2 separate regions of the Mus musculus genome follow, and region 2 is linked to region 1. A link is a contact called in public Hi-C data. All regions are on one chromosome and are shown on one strand. Each heading gives the region's core, a stretch centred on a gene start, on an enhancer-like site or on the middle of the called end of the contact. The rest is flanking DNA. Distances are from core to core; before and after follow the strand shown. Region 1 overlaps Nfib (nuclear factor I/B). Region 2 has its middle 5.5 kb from the start of Gm11267.

Region 1 (4,118 bases), core at 1,392-3,891:
ACCTGGAAGAGGCAGAGTCCAGCCTAGCTGTCTAGCAGAGGCTCAGACTACCTAGGCCTGAAAAAGACATTCTCCAGCCTGACAAACTACTTGGTTCCAGTTTTTTTTTTGTGTGTGTGTGTGTGTGAGAAATCACCCAGAGTGGTGTGGGCTTTGGTGATGTCAGTGTCTTTCCGTCATTTTTGTTCCCCAAAGTTACACCTCACACACACTCCTGGAAGTACACCCAATAAAACTCAGTGGATCACCAAATGGAACTTTGGTGGTATTCATTTTGGTCTGCTGTTGATTCTCTATCTGAGGTATGCAGCAATTTGTTATGTCTTCCTGGAAATAGTACCACCAACAACTTACTAACAGAAGTCCTAGCTTTACCACAGACTTCTAAGGAAATTAGGAAGGAAGGAAGGAAGGAAGGAAGGAAGGAAGGAAGGAAGGAAGAAGGAAGGGAGGGAGGGAAGGAAGGAAGCCTGAACTACTTTCCTCAGAAAACCTTACCAGCCATCTAGACATTTCTGCCTTGCCTTGAGCCCAGAGTGCCGACTGCCATGGCACAGATATCAACTCTAAGACAAGGTGGCCAAAGGCATGTAGTGGCTCTCCCCACTCCTTAGTGACTGCAAAGAAGTGATTCCATTTCACCAGATGCCAGCCTCCTATTTCATAAAAGGAGGATTTAAATGCTTATCTCATAGGATTACTCTGAAGGTCCAAAATAAAAACATACGTGTCCCATGGCATGTCATACTGTCTAAGGTACTCTGTGAGCCTGAATGTCATCTCATTACCAATTTCACTCCTGCTAAAGTAAAAAGTAGCATCTTGATAAACTGTAATCCTTTTCATCTATAGTGGATCTGGTTAGTTGGTTTGCCTGTTAAGGTGTTGTTTGGATAAAGTCCACTACTTTCTTGTAATCAAAAGTAAGAATTTCCCTCTGGGGAGATGTATTTGTTGACTCACTCCAAGCACCTAGTTTGCATGTCCTGGGTTCGTCTTCTACTCTCAGAACAGGAGACCAGGTGCTACCAATGAAGGACCCATCATTTAGAGATTGGTTCAGAAGTAACCAATGACAGGTACCCTAGACAACTTGACTGGAACTACGGGGAAAGAGAACATGTAACCTCCCAGGTTACTCAGCTGATAGTTTACAACCATGAAGCTTGACCCCCAGTAAGAAGAGTGAGTGAGAGGGAAGGTAACAATAGGGATAGCATAAATTGAGAGCCAAAGAAGCACTGGCAATGGCAGCAGAGAAAGCGCTGGCTTTACAGTACTCAGTGCCCAAGGGTAAGCTGGACATTAAATCACATCCAAGGGAGACGCCTTTCTCAGTTCTCCCTGCTTAGCTTCAATCTCTGACACCTAGAATTAACAAATAACCCAATGCCAGCAAAACCAAAACAAAACAAAACTGATACCTTTCAATGTCTAAACAGCACCTGAAATACACAGAGGGAAATAAAGGAAGTTAGAATAAGCCAAAGGCAGCATTTTTCCAGGAAACTTCAGTGGATTGTTATATGCTTCAAAAATGATGTTAGCTCAGAGAAAAAACTATGCAGGTGTTTGTGTTAGTGCCCGGCATTATTTAGGCTCTATTTGGCTTTGCAATGTTCTGGTAAACTAACTCTGAAATCCACTGACAAGACATCACGCCTGCTGTAGTCAACCTGCTCCCAGGGGAGTGGTACCAGTCACCTGTAAGAGCTTCTGTTGAAAAGAGAATATATGTCTTAGAAAAAACTTCCTACAAAAAACAAGAGTGAACATGCCACGTTTGCTGAATTACACCACGTAAGACGTGCAACCCCAGGAACAGGACTTTATTTGATGCACGTAGAGAACAGGATAAAGGTTACTACAAAATCACCTCTTTTCTAGTAAAAAGCCTATCAATCCGTGGGGAATTCTGCCTGATCAAGAAGAATCTGCTTCTCTGGACTTATGGTAACTGACTACAAATACTTCTTTGCTGAGATATAATACTTATCACAGGATTTGGACGAGAGAATATGAATGTGTTTATAAAATCATGAACAAATATTAAATGCCAAAGCTTTCCAAAGTTTTCTTGCAGGTGATATCTATTCCCTAGGTATGCCTGAGGTGTAGCGCATGACATTTAAGGTGATTAAAGATTATAGCATTTTGTTTAAAAGCAACAAATTAGAAACTTCAAGGAAAACCAGTCTACTGGCATTCCTTTGAAATCTGCATATAAAGGGCTCTATGGGGTGTTTTTCCTCGCCGTTGGGTGTATGTTGTGTAAGAGAGGAATTCCTGGTACAGTGGTTGCAGGAGGAATTAGAATCTTGCCTCCAAAGTTTTATCTAACTGCATGCCAACACATAAGGAGAGGCATGATGTATGTGTCGTAGCTAAAGAGTTAATCATTAGCAACTCTGCTAAAAAATCCTAATGGCAAACTGCCCATCATTCTTTTAGACGGAGCTTGTCAGAAAAAAAAAAAAACGGGAGCAGCTTGTCCAGCTCTGCAGTCAACTGATTACTAGTGAACTCAATGGGGCTCCCAGCCAACCCCTGAGATTGCTGCCAGCCCCTTGGGTATTCAAAGGCTAAGTTCCAATGTGGTCTACTTTGCCAGGATCACGTGATGTCGGTGCTATTTTCTCCTGACCAGAATAACCAGTCAGTCAGGCTGCTGGGAGTGCTATCAGTGAGCTGTGCAGCACTTCACTAGTAGAGGTCACAGACACACCAGGGCACCACTCTTTCCACGACCCAAGGGCCCAGGGACTCCAGGGGAGCTCAGCTAATCCCTATGTGTCTGTTCCAGAGACCCATGTCCTGCCCATGCAGCCAGCACACAAAATCTGCCCAGAAGACAAGGGAGTACAGGAGCTCACTGGGCAGGGTAGAGCTTGAGAGGTCCAACCTTTGCAAATACCCAGCTGGGTAGGAAAATAAATAGAAGCAGGCCTGGATTTTTGTTTCTGTTGCATTACTAGAGAATTAATAGGAAGCTCCATGAATTCGGTGGGATTCAGACACCTTCATCAGCATATGCCCACATTCCTTGCATGGTAGTTAAGATACCAGTTCATTTTTGCACTTATCAGTATGTTTTGTCAGTTGCTACATGATTTACAAGGGTGCATACACTCTGTTTTTAAAACTGTGGTTTTGAAAACTAGTAATCCTTATCGCTTAGTGAGAGAAACTATTTCACTCCCTAACGCACAATACAGAGAATTAAAAATACGACCTACTTTGTAATCTTTCTTCTCCTAGGAGAAGCATAAAAAAATCTCCCAGGACTGCAAGAGGCAGGCGTAGTAGGAGCTCCCCACTGCCCACATCCTGAGTCCATGGCTCAGTAATCTAAAAGACTTTTCAACATTGCTCTCAAGTATTTCTGATTTTCTTTTCTAATTTTTAGTTACATGGGTTTTGTTTGTTTGTTTGTTTGTTGTTTATTCTGTGCAGTGTGGAGAAGTACACGTGGACATCAGGAGACAATTTGGGGGAGTCAGTTCTCTCCTTCTACCACAAAGGCTCTGCCTTTTTACCTGCTTGCTAAAAGGGGTTGCACTTATGAGTGACTCTTGCCTTCGATAAATTCAGGTAAACTGGTATAAGAAGTAAACCTGTCAAGAAATTTGCAAAGTAAGAAAAGCCCAGAGAAGGAGGGAGGGAGGGAGGGAGGGAGGGAGGGAGGGAGGGAGGGAGGGAGGGGGAGGGGGAGGGGGAGGGGGAGGGGGAGGGGTAGTTCTGGAAGGAAGAGAGAACCCACCAGAGCACAAAGCAGGCAGGAAGGTAAGGTGAGTTTCCAGAAAAGCACACCAAGAGAAAGCTGTATTTTTTTTTAATCAATGCTTCATAATTTTCATTCATTACACTTATGAAAAAGTTTAAACAGATTCACTACAACTACAAAGTCAATGTCATCACCGTTATTCAGTCTAATCAGGTGCTATAGTTTGCTCTTCCTGATGGTGATAACTCATCTTTGACTATTCAACTTATCTTTTGTCCCGGCCTTTTCTTTCCATTGTAGATACACTGTATCTTACCTCTAGCATAACATCTGTGATGCTCTACCAAATGTCTGAAAGAAAGAAGCTTGCAGGATGCCAGTCCTTTGGTGCAAA
Region 2 (4,424 bases), core at 1,621-4,120, 150 kb after region 1:
ACACACACACTGCAGATCATTGCTGTTTCTCTCAAGTATGTGTATGTACATATGCATGTGCCATTGGACATAGCCTTAAATTTTCATTTGTAAGATACAGAGAAGAAATAAAACTTGAAAGCTTAGAGGCAGAGGAAGAGAAGCATAAAACCATACATACCCTCTCCTTAAGGACATTTACAACCAGGATGAAGCTGGATCCACTTGCTACCTCAGGCCCCAGTTAGAGAGGCAGAGGTCAAATAGTCAGATGAGTAAACCACAAGGAGACAATCATTAGTTTCTGTCAAAAAAGCTCACAAGTGCCACATCTCCCTTCACCGAGCTCCTGTCCTGAATTCCCAGTTCACGCACAATCCAAAGAGAGTGAGAAGGGCCCCTTTCTCCCCCTCTAGTTCTGAGGATATAATAGAGGGTTTTTTTTTAATTTGCTAGCTTACAAATCTAAAATATTCTAAACCTCAGAATTATTTTTAGGTCCAAAAAAATTAAAACCATAAAGTAAAATACAGTGCTAATATTAGTGGGTAGCATTGTTGCAATATTTTTAACAAAATTTTATCACCTTTTAAAAAAAAGCTTATTAAGTTGAAGAGGGAACTAAAAAAACACCACTCGGACCCTTTACAAAGCATTTTTCTCTTTACATACCATAGCAACCTAATAAAGACATGGTAACTTGGCAGATGGCATGGCACATTAGTCTTGGAACAAAACATTAGATGCCAAAAACGTGCTAGAAAATCCCTTCCTTCCTTCCTTCCTTCCTTCCTTCCTTCCTTCCTTCCTTCCTTTATTTTTCCCTTCCTTTTCCCCTTCCATTTTGTGTTATTCTTTATGTCATCCATAAGAAAAGGTTATCAACTTACAGTTTTTCAGTGCCTAAACAAAAGACATTGCTAAGGCCAGAAAGACTCTGGAGCCCAGTCTGGACAGGAGCATTGTAAGTAACAGCTTCTGTCTTACTTAGCACTGTTTAGGAGGTGTATATCGACTGACCATTTCTACATTGAGCAGAATTATTCCCTTTGTCTTTTTCTTATACACGTGTCTGAGGTCCTCTTTTTAATGGAGGTGTGGAATCACCCAGATGTACATTCTGGGGATCCCAGCATCTGTGGCCATGATATAATGCAGACAGGGTGCCCCTCTTCTCGGGCAGGGGAGATAAGCTCTGTTAAAAATACAGCCTTGTTTCTTTAAGAACTAGGCGATGGTTTCCAGCCAGCCTCTTCAGGCAGTGAACGTTACCCCTGCCAGGTGGCAGTGCTCCCAGTGATGGAAGATGTAGGGCACTGTGTGTGTGTGTGTGTGTGTGTGTGTGTGTGTGTGAGAGAGAGAGAGAGAGAGAGAGAGAGAGAGAGAGAGAGAAGGCCTAACATCCCTACTTTGTAAATTGTAGGCTCATTTAGAATTCAAAGAATTAACCTAAATCTAAGTTGGACCAGAAAGAGAAATCCCCTTCTCTCTCCCCTTCCTCCTCCCTCTTTTCCTCCTCCATAGCTCTGCCCTCTTCTCTTCCCTCTCCTCCCCTTTCCCATCCCACCCTCCTTCTAAAGATTGCCTTGGACACATACTCTTTAACCTCATCTACATAAGAACAAAATTGTAGGCAGCTTTCTGCATATCACACTTTTTCTTATTAGTATGAAACCAATAAAAGGACCTGTCCTCCAGAGAGGAAAGGATTCAACATTTTGCCTTGTAATAGCTGGCTGTCTTTTAAAACTGTCATGTAATTTCAGTGTCACCTAAAGTGTCTTATTACAAAGGCAAATCTCTCTGTCAAATAGATGTCACTATTCAGTCTCAGAAGGAAATTTCTACCAAGCAATGAGATAACCACAGGTTTCCATGAGGCTTATTCCAGCCTGTGAGCCTAAGAGAAAAGGAACACCTAAGGACGAACATTGTAAATAGATGGACCAAGATCATGAATCCCTTTAGATAAAAACCATTTGTAATTATCACAGGAAAATTTAGAATGTATTTTATCAACGATGAAGATTCAGAAAATTTAAGAAATGAGACTCAACATTTCTCAATCATTTTTCTTTTCCTCTTGGACCCAGCTATACTTTTATTCTTGGACACTGATTCTTCTGTCTTCTACTGAAAGCTATTTAGTAGGTCATAGGTCAAAGGAACATATTCTACTTCCAAGTTTAAGCCTTGGAAACCTCTCAGCAGCCAGCGTATAATCTCTTCCCCTCCATCTATGAGCTGACTGGTACTGCAGTATAAGCTAGAAGTCACATGGTGAGGATGGCATGGCTTTCATCAGCCTAGTTCCTCGATGGCTGCAGGGAGCTGAGCCTCTTCACTAATCAGATTTCAGGGACTAAGAAATAAGCCTGTGGTATTATGCTGTTGAGATTTCAGAGTTTATCTTCGTAGCAGCTAAAGTTGCCCCAACTCTAGCTGGAATATTGCCATATCACAAACTCAAAATGTATATAGCATGGTTCAGCGACAAGGGCAGGAACAGCGGTGGAATGGACTTTGGAGGCTGGGAAGATGAAGATAAGTTAGGCAGTGGCATAATCCTTTGATGATGTTGCCCCTTGATACACTTAAGAAGATAGACCAGGTGCATGCTGGTTCCTTAGCTCTAGGGGAAAGGGTTAGAAACCAGAACGCTGGTGGCAATTCACAAAAGGGCAGATGAACTGAGGCAAGAGCTGGCTTCTTTTCAAGCAAAAATAAAACTGAACACCAGAAACGAGAGGTGTTGAAAAGCTGGGAGATTTGACTGCTTCTAAAACCCAGATAGTAAGGAATATGATTGAATGAGACTCAGCTTTGCATATAAGATCATATCAGGAGTGAAGCTCCTCTCAGTCTAAGCTAGATGGCCCCCAAGGCAATGAGGAAATGGAGCAGGGGTGAGGACGGAAAGAAAACATGACTCATACTGGAGAGTTTTAACCAGGAAGAAGCAGACTGCAAGCAAATCGATTAGAAGTCTATCAGGCTTGTGGCAGAATTGTACAGCCAGGGAATCTATAAGCGTGGTCACCACAGCAATAAGCTTTAGCCCAAGATTATCAGTAAGAGGTGGGCTTTGAAGACCACACATTCTCCAGGGAAGGCCTTTGGTTCCCCTCTTCAAGTTAGAAGTGGCTAAAATGGTAAGGTCCAGAAACCTTCTACGTGGTGGCCCTGGCTGCCATGTAGAACAATAGACAAAAGAGTTTCTTCCACAAGGCGGGGCCTCCTCATTCCAACAAAAAGGGTTTCTCAGATCAGTGAGGCATAACATCTTTAAAAGCCAGTGCCTGTCCTCTCTGTTTGCCACTGAATATATGTCTCTGTCTGAGGAATTACTAAGGTAAGCCAGCGTCTTCATCTACCCGTTAGCCCTGTGTGCTTACAGAATGTTGAGGCTAGAGGAGGTCCTGATAATCATGTGAGAACACCTTGCCCGTGCCAGCTGACTTCCTCAAGGTGTTCGTGAAGCACGACCTCACATCTTTTCCCTCTAACACCAAATGATCTTGCATGAGAAACATTCTTTTAAGCCTCTAAAATTTCTTGGTTGATATATCTGGGTAGAAGATGGACCTACGGACTCTCAAGTATCCTCTTAATGTATTTATTTTCTGTTTTACTAGAATTAAATTTTCTGGATTGCAACAAAAACTTTTGCCTCATGTTTTAGTTGTAAAATTTAATTTTTTTCCTCCTAGTATAATATCTGACATGTAACTGTATCACACTTTTTTATAAACAGATAACAGTAGGACAACAGTTTCAACCTCCATCTGAGTCAACAATAGAATCCAGATGAGATTGTTGCCTCCTGTTAACTGATTACTCAGAATATTATACAACTGATGTGTGATGAGAGACGTGTGAACTCAGAACTTAATGAGCAACAGAAACACTGGGAAGAAAACACATGTGTATGTGCTTAGTCTCCCTCCCCAAGAACAACACTAATCACAATCAATATAGACATGTAAACAGAAAAAAGAGTTTAGTGTCTTTTAAGATGGGAGTAACAGATGACTGTATAGAAAACTTCATACCCAGGGATGACATTAGGATGTCAAACATTCCATAAAGCCCGTGATGTAAGTATATCTGCACAAGAAAACATTAACTTGTAGAACATGGACCTGTAGAAGCTTTACTTTGGGGATGCTCTTGTAGACCACATAGTTTTAGTGTTGCTCAAGGAAGAGGCGACCATATTAACCCTTGAATCATTTTAAAGATTCAGTTGGCCAAAAAGAGGGGTGGAATTTTCCATAGATCCAAAATAGTAAGCCACTGTATCAAAGTCTCATGAGTTTGGAATGAAAAGATCGTTTGGAGTCGATATCAAGCTCTAAAGACCTTCAGAATCGGAATCCAGTTATCTTCCTTCTCTTTCTAAACTGTAGCGGTTTCAGCCAGTTTTACCTTTTCGGCGTTAAGCA

Evidence for each region. Hi-C and Micro-C count contacts between places; a contact is called where the count stands out from the background.
Region 2: a contact with region 1 is called in a Hi-C map of uterus, with 4 times the contacts expected there. The contact joins two enhancer-like sites. A contact is called at or near these places in 7 of 484 Hi-C or Micro-C datasets (the N1E-115 cell line, colorectal tumor organoids, embryonic fibroblasts and 3 more) and 2 of 115 datasets of contacts at active chromatin or transcription factors (fibro-adipogenic progenitors and pancreatic cancer cells).

The regions. Positions count from the first base shown.
Region 1 is chr4:82,444,855-82,448,972 of GRCm38.p6, forward strand. All of the region lies in intron 2 of Nfib (nuclear factor I/B), which reads right to left. Among named protein-coding and RNA genes, the nearest start is that of Nfib, 59 kb to the right of the region's middle. Within about 2 kb of position 2,642, at least 115 of the 459 cell types and tissues checked have an H3K27ac peak or open chromatin away from gene starts, as enhancers often do. A contact at or near this core is called in colorectal tumor organoids and uterus, where this site is marked.
Region 2 is chr4:82,591,596-82,596,019 of GRCm38.p6, forward strand. No RefSeq gene overlaps it. Among named protein-coding and RNA genes, the nearest start is that of Gm11267, 5.5 kb to the left of the region's middle. Within about 2 kb of position 2,871, at least 30 of the 459 cell types and tissues checked have an H3K27ac peak or open chromatin away from gene starts, as enhancers often do. A contact at or near this core is called in colorectal tumor organoids and uterus, where this site is marked.